Linked DNA regions of Mus musculus: region 2 is linked to region 1. The links are chromatin contacts, called in public HiChIP or PLAC-seq maps. All regions are on one chromosome and are shown on one strand. Each heading gives the region's core, a stretch centred on a gene start, on an enhancer-like site or on the middle of the called end of the contact. The rest is flanking DNA. Distances are from core to core; before and after follow the strand shown. Region 1 holds the start of Rnf168 (ring finger protein 168). Region 2 has its middle 16 kb from the start of Gm34766.

Region 1 (3,849 bases), core at 1,318-3,817:
GGTAGAGGAGAGGTGCCCACTTCAACTGCAGTCAAAAAGCAAACCTGTCACAGGCATTTCCAGTATACTTCCTCCAGACAGGCCTCACCTAACAGCCCAGCTGGGATAAACTTATCAGTGGACTGATCCAATGATGTCGTTAATGCTCTCCATATGGAATCACCTGAGTAATGACAGCTAGAACAAAGCCTTCATCCCACATTACAACTTTAACAATTCCATTTAATGAAAGAGCAATATATTCTGTTGCAGATATGTACATTTAGTTTATCCATCCATTGATGTCACTTGGACACTTCTACCTTTTTGTCCTACTATTTTTATACATTTTACAAGTTTGTACTAATATGTTCTCATATTTCAAAGGCGATTAAGAGGAAGGGCCTTCCTTTTCATATTTGAGCCACCTGAAAACAGAACTATATATTCAAAAAAAATCTTTCAATTGGGTTACAAAAAATTAAATTTTCGCCTTTAACTCAAGCACTTGGGAGGCAGAGGCAGAAGGATTTCTGAGTTCGAGGCCAGCCTGGTCTCTACAGAGTGAGCTACACAGAGAAACCCTGTCTCAAAAAAAAAAAAGAATGCTTACTGTTCTTCCAGAGTACCTGGGTTTGGTTGGTTCCAAGTACTCACATGACAACCTATAACTTTGTCACTCAGTTCTAGTTCTCCTGCCTCTTCTGCACCACATGCACATGAGGCACTTACATTCACACACTCTAAATACATATTTTAAAAAATAAGAAATCTCAAGTTTTCCCTTCCGAAGTATCTGCAATTATTTAATTCTGCTACCTCCACAGATAAAGAATTGTTCTTAAGAACAGTAATAGTGATATTCTAAGACAGGGGCTATTTAGCCATGATTCATTGACAGGACAAATCTGCCCCCCCACTTTTTGTTTTTCATAAAGTTTTATGGAAACACAGGCACTATCTTCATTTACAAAGGGTAATGTAAATTAATGTATTGACTACGGTGGCTTTTGTTCTACAGTGGCAGAGCTCACCAAGTGTCTTCAGTAGACTATATAGTCCACAAAAATACTTACCATTCTGCCCTTATAAAGGGCAACCCTCACTAATACTACTACATTATAAAGGACAGGTGTGTAATAGCACACCTGCAACTCCAGTATTTGTGAGGCTAAGGCTATCCCATGCTACACAGTAATAAAACTGTGTCTCAAAACATGTCTAAAAAAATGTTAAAAAAAAAAAAAAAACCCTAATTCACAGCAGATGAACACAACTTGACCATTACTACACGTGATGTAACTCTGTCCTTGACTTTAACTGATGTGTGGGCAGGGCTTATAAAACCACAAATCCTCACGATTCAGACTATTTAGCCTTCTTTTTCTTTTTCTTTAAATTAGAAAATGATGGTTCGAGCCCTGCGATGGTGGCTCATACCTTTAATCCCAGAACTCAGGAAGCAGAGGTAGGTGGATCTCTGGGTTCGAGGCCAGCCTGATCTACATTGTGAGTTCCAGGACAGCCAGGGCAACACAGAGGAACCCTTTCTCGAAAAGCAAAAACAAAAATGGTTCCCTTTCAAAGGGATTTTGGGCCGTTTTACCCAATAAACATGCTTAATTTTACTTACTGATTTCCTTTGATTCTTGTCCAGAGATTCTAAGCTTGCATTCCTTTGCATAGTGTTTTTGAATAATCTCCCACAGGTCTGTATTGACCAGAGAATTTCTTCGGGTATGGTACCGAGTCCACGAAGAGACCCGGCGACGACAGAAGGGACAGCATAGATTGGCCTTTTCAACAGTGGACTGGAAGCATGGGTTACAGAGCGTGTGGTTGCAAGGTAGGGTTACAGGCTCTAGGAGGATTTCCATACAGATCCCGCACTGACATTCGGCTAAGGAAGGGATGGAGGTTTTAGGTGCAGCCATCTTCATATGCTAATGAGACCTACCCAACGTTAAAATCAGAAAGGGACTAAAGTCGTCTTTCGCCTAATCACGCCCAGAACGGAGAAAAGCAGCGAGCCGTTTGGTGTTTACTCTCACACACAGCAGCGGACTGAGATCCAGAAGGCCTGAGTTCCCACGGGCCCGAGACAAGCAGGAGCTGTGATGTCAGGTCAACAGTTATGCCCTGAGTCCAGCAAGGGAATGAAAGAACGTTCCTCCGGGAGTCGGCGGCCTCGGGGCGGAGAGTGGTTCTGTCTCCCCGCGCCACACAAGCGCTCATCCAGCTCCCCTTCTTACGCGGTGAGGACCCGCCTCTACGCGCGAGGCGGCCGGGCTTGCCAGAGCCGGAAGCCCGGGCACCGCCGCTCCCAGAGCACCCGGTACCGCCCGGAATCCGGGCTCGGGCCGCCGCGGGACTTCCGTCTCGCCGTTGCGGTGGAGGCAGCCCTCCAGTGCCCACGCTCCAGCTTCTGGAACACCTCGCGGTACCCCCCGGGTCCCGAGACCCAGCCGCTCGCACCCGCTGTCCTGCCAATCGGTCTACTGGCCGCGGCCGGAGCAGGTACCCGGGCTCCACGGACGTCACAATTCCCCGCCAAAACGGCACGTCTTCCCCCAAGGAACCGCTCAGTCGGGCGGGACTTCCGGGAGCTGCGTCTGCGTTCCCGCCTAGCCTGCTAGTAGCAACTCCTCCCGCTTTTGGTCGCTCGGCTACTGTAGGCTGCAGAATCTTGCTTACTCAAGTAACTCTCTAAACCAAGATCCGAACAGGAATTTTTGTAATTATTCTTTCAGTATTCTTTAGGCTACCCTTCTCCTAACAAAGCTTTCTAAAGTTCTTAGTGCTAAAAGAAGAAATTACAACAAATTTACCTTAAAGATTTTTCTTAGCATTTATTTGCAACACTAGCATTTTATAGAATGAGCAGCAGATATTGGCCTTATAGACAAGTGACGCTCAAGGAGAGCAGCAACAAAGAGTTACACCTGTGGTTTCAAAGAATCCTTGTAAAGGTTAAATAAGGTGGGGGTGATATCCTTATGGTACTGGCTAAAACAGCAATGTAGAGATTTGGCTGTTATTGCTTTCCCTCTTGTTTTGGGGGTGCTTGGCTTGGGCCCTCTACCCCAGACTTTAGCATGAGTAAATGCCTATTGGGTTTGGTATGTGGAGTCTGAAGAACTCAACAAGAGACCCATTTCTATAATCAATCCCAGCATTTGGGAAGTAGTCACAAAAGGATTATTATAAACTAGCCTTGGCTACATAACTGGTTCCAGGTCAACCTGGGCTATATGAGACCCTTCCTCAATTGGTCAGCTGGTTCCCAAAACATTGCAGGCAGAGGCAGGAGGGTCTCTGTGAGGTAGAGATCAGCCTGGTCTATACAGTGAGTTTAGTAAGAGACTCTGTTTCAAAAAGGAAGGAAGGAAGGAAGGAAGGACCTCTGAACTAGGCATGGACACGTGTGTCTTGTAATTGAGGCATTTAGGTAGCAAAGGCAGAGGCAGAAACAGGAGGACCTGGAGTTGGAGTCTGTGATGGTTTGCATATCCTTGGCCCAGGGAATGGGACTATTAGAAGGTGTGGCCCAGTTGGAGTAGGTGAGTCACTATGGGTGTGGGCTTTAAGACCCTCATCCTAGCTGCCTGGAAGCAGTATTCTGCTAGCAGCCTTCAGATGAAAATGTAGAACTCTCAGCTCCTCCTGCACCATGCCTGCCTGGATGTTGCCATGCTCTGGCACCTTGATAATGGATTGAACCTCTCAATTTGTAAGCCAGCCCTGATTAAATATTGTCATAAGAGTTGCCTTGTGGCCAGGCGTGGTGGCACACGCCTTTAATCCCAGCACTCGGGAGGCAGAGGCAGGTGGATTTCTGAGTTCAATCCCAGCCTGGTCTACAAAGTGAGA
Region 2 (3,454 bases), core at 832-3,331, 440 kb before region 1:
AAAATCTCCAACCACCAACCACCAGCAGGGCGGCAGCAGCAGCAGCAGCAGCGGCTACTGCCACAGCCTCTCGGGGCTCTGGGGTTGGTGGGGAGCTGGAGGGATGGCTCAGAGGTTAACAGTACTGGCTACTCTTGCAGAAGACCTGGACCTGGGTCTGGTTCCCAGTATCCATATGGTGCCTCACAACTATTGGTAACTCCAGTTCCAGGGGTCCAATACCCTCTCCGACCTCTTCAGGCTTCAGGCATGTACCTAGTACACAGACATAGATGCAGGGAAAATCTCTCTCTCTCTCTCTCTCTCTCTCTCTCTCTCTCTCTCTCTCTCACACACACACACACACACACACACGTTTTTTATCTAAAATTAAAGTCTGAAGGTCTGAGATGGTACAGTCAAAAAGTATTTACTGAACAAACATGAGGACCTTCCTTTGTCCCAAGCACACACGCAAAAATGTAGGCATGGAGGTACACCCTTATAATCCCAGCCCAGCACTGGAGAGGTGGGGACAGGAAGAAATTTGCGGTTCAACAGCAGGCCAGCACACTATAATCAGCCCAGATCCCAGTAAGAGACCTTGTCTCCCCAAAAGGTGTACAAGCTCCTGAGGAACGACGGAGTGGATCTCACACGGAATTGAGAAGCGCTGCTCTACAGCGCCCCCGCCAGGTTCTGTGCAATGCTGGCAGCCAGAGCCTCTTCAGCAAAGGGGACCAAGAGAAGTCCGTTCCTTCTCGGTTTTGATGATGCAAACTGTTAAAAGACCTTTTTTTCTTATACGGTCCTTATCATATATCCAGCTAGTCCCCGCCTTCCTCCCGGACGCAGCACTTCAGTTCACCCCTCCCCCAATCCACTGACCCTCTACTCCCCTCTGCAACTCCATGACTAACTTCTGACACCCAGTTCTGAGCCCCCATCCCCCCACACCCCCACACCCCGCTTTCTACTACTGCCTCTTCTCCAGATACCGTTCTAGCTACCCAATCTGTTAAAACATGAATTCCCACCCCGGGGCCACCATACCCATCCATTCTTCCCCCACCAATGAACCGCCAGCTCTGCACATCTACCCAAGGAAAGGCCCAGGCCCTCTAGCCTGGGGAGATTCTAACCGAAAGGGTGAGGGTGCCTTTCATAACTAGCTACGCTGTCTATAAGGGCTGGCGAGCACCAGCTTCCTCCATCCCCGAGAGCCTGAGACTGAGGAGCCAGCAGCCTCTGCGCCTCAGGGCACTGCCTGCCTCCAGCTCCTCATGGTCCTCCAGAGGGTACCTTGAGGCCACACAAGTCTCTGTCTCCATAGTGGTCCGCACCTGAAGGCAGCCAAAGTCTCCTGAAGGGCAATAGCTTAAGCCACCTCCTGCTTGGTGACAGAATAAAACATAACTATCCAGCTGAGGGAACGGTCACAAACTCCAGGCCAACCTCCTTCTTATCCTCATTATCTTACTTTTTCATAGTTTTAATTTTTTTTCTTTCTTCTAAAAGTTTATATTCTGTGTGTGCGTGCACATGCCTGTATGCGCACACACATACACACACATGCACACTGTGTGGGTGCACCCTCACCGTCCTCCTTATTTATGACAGTCTCTCTGTTGTTTTTCTGACATATACACCAGGCTAGCTGGCCCTCAAGCTCCTGGTAATCCCCCTGTCTCTAACCCCTGTTTTACTATAAGAGCACTGGGATTTATGTCTGTTCTTAGATTCAGGGGATCCAAACTCAGGTTCTCGGGCTTGTGCAGCAAATCCTTTGCCATCCAACCCCAGCATTGGCCATCATTGAAAGTGGACACACACACACACACACACGCACACGCACACACGTACACGCACACCCCACAAGAACTATGTATTCTCTACTATAATTAGCATTTCAGTACATTACCTTTCTCGAACTCTAAAAGCTCAGTAATGAAAATAGTACACCCCAGATCCAAAATAGGCACAGATCAGTGGAACAGAGTAAGGAGCTGAGAAATAAACTGATTTTCCACAGAGATGCTGAGAACAGGGTGCAAAGGAGAGTCTCTTCCACAAATGTGCTGAGAGCTCTGGATTGTCTTAGGCAGGAGAATGAAGGCGCCCTCTCTTCTCACACCATGTACCTCATCTCAGGGTGGATTAAAGGCTGAAATCCTAGACCTGAAGCCACAAAACTACTAGACGAAAACATGACGAGATTTCTGACATCGATCTGGGCCATGTTTTTGTTTTGTTTTGTTTTTTGTTTTTTGGTTTTTTTTTTGGGGGGGGTGGCCATGATCCCAAGAACAAAGTGAATGAAAGCGAAAGAGAACAAGAGAGATTGTACAGTCACCTAAAAACCCCTGCACAGCAAAGCAAATAGCACAGGCAAGGCATCCCTGTGCACGGAGGGAAAAGAGCTGTGGGCTCCATACCCAATAAGGCTTCTTTGCAAACACCTCTACAGACGCCAAATGACTTAATCATGAAAACAAATACCCTGATTTAAAAATAGACAGAGGATCTGGGCAGGCGTTCTCAGAGGTATGATTAGGAATAGCCAAAGGGCATTTAGAAATTGGCTCAACACCAATAATAGCCGGAGAATAAACATTAAAGCCACAGAGAATGAAGGTCTCATACACATCAGAACAGCTATTATCAACGAAAAGAAAGGTAAGCGGTGGTGAGAATGGAGAGAAAATGGAACCCTCGAGCGTGCTCAGGAGGGATGAGAATTAGCCATCCTGAAGAACGATGCAGAGATTCCTCAAGAAACTAAAATCGCAACAACCACCGGATTCAGCAATCTCATTTCAGGTGGGTGTTTATCCAAAGGATGTCAGACTGGTATGTTGAAGAGACATCTACACTCAGCGTACGCCACAGCCAAGAGATGGCAGCGACCTTGTGTCCCTTAACAGTGGACAGTTGGATAAACATACAGGGCGTGGGTACAGAAGATGAGGTGCATATGAAAAGAACATACTAATCAGCTGGACAAACATGACGTCCTGTCATCTGCTGCACCGTGGATGAACCTGGAGAATGCCGTGTTAAGTGATAAAAAGTTGCCCACAGAAAAACAAACTCACTCTTATGCAGGCTCTAAAATCATCAAATGTGTACAAGCCCACAGTCAAATGGTAGGCGCTAAAGGCTCAACTTGACCAGGTTAAGGAGGCGTTGACCAAAGGACACGAAATTTCAGTGAAATTGGAGAACTAAGTTCAAGAGAGTTGTGTGTGTGTGTATATATATATATATATATATATATATATATATATATCACAATGACCACAACATGCTTAAAGCAGCTTAGTAGCAGCATGCTATAAGTTTGAAAATTGTTAAGACAATACATTTAAATATTCTCTCTACAAAGAATTATAAAACATGAAGTAATATGCATCACAATGTAGCCATTCCGTGGTACCCATGTCTACTAAAACATTGAGTTTTTTGTGTAAGTCTA

The links. HiChIP or PLAC-seq counts read pairs in DNA pulled down with a chosen protein or histone mark.
Region 2: a FOXA1 HiChIP or PLAC-seq map of pancreatic cancer cells shows a contact between it and region 1. The contact joins the enhancer-like site here to the promoter of Rnf168 in region 1. A contact is called at or near these places in 6 of 39 promoter capture datasets (the 3T3-L1 cell line, fetal liver, hippocampal neurons and 3 more) and 1 of 115 datasets of contacts at active chromatin or transcription factors (pancreatic cancer cells).

The regions. Positions count from the first base shown.
Region 1 is chr16:32,276,179-32,280,027 of GRCm38.p6, reverse strand. Rnf168 (ring finger protein 168) reads right to left here and starts at 2,567. Exons shown (of 6, transcript NM_027355.2): 1 at 1,613-2,567. The coding sequence starts at 1,919.
Region 2 is chr16:32,712,763-32,716,216 of GRCm38.p6, reverse strand. No RefSeq gene overlaps it. Among named protein-coding and RNA genes, the nearest start is that of Gm34766, 16 kb to the right of the region's middle. Within about 2 kb of position 2,081, at least 9 of the 459 cell types and tissues checked have an H3K27ac peak or open chromatin away from gene starts, as enhancers often do. A contact at or near this core is called in pancreatic cancer cells, where this site is marked.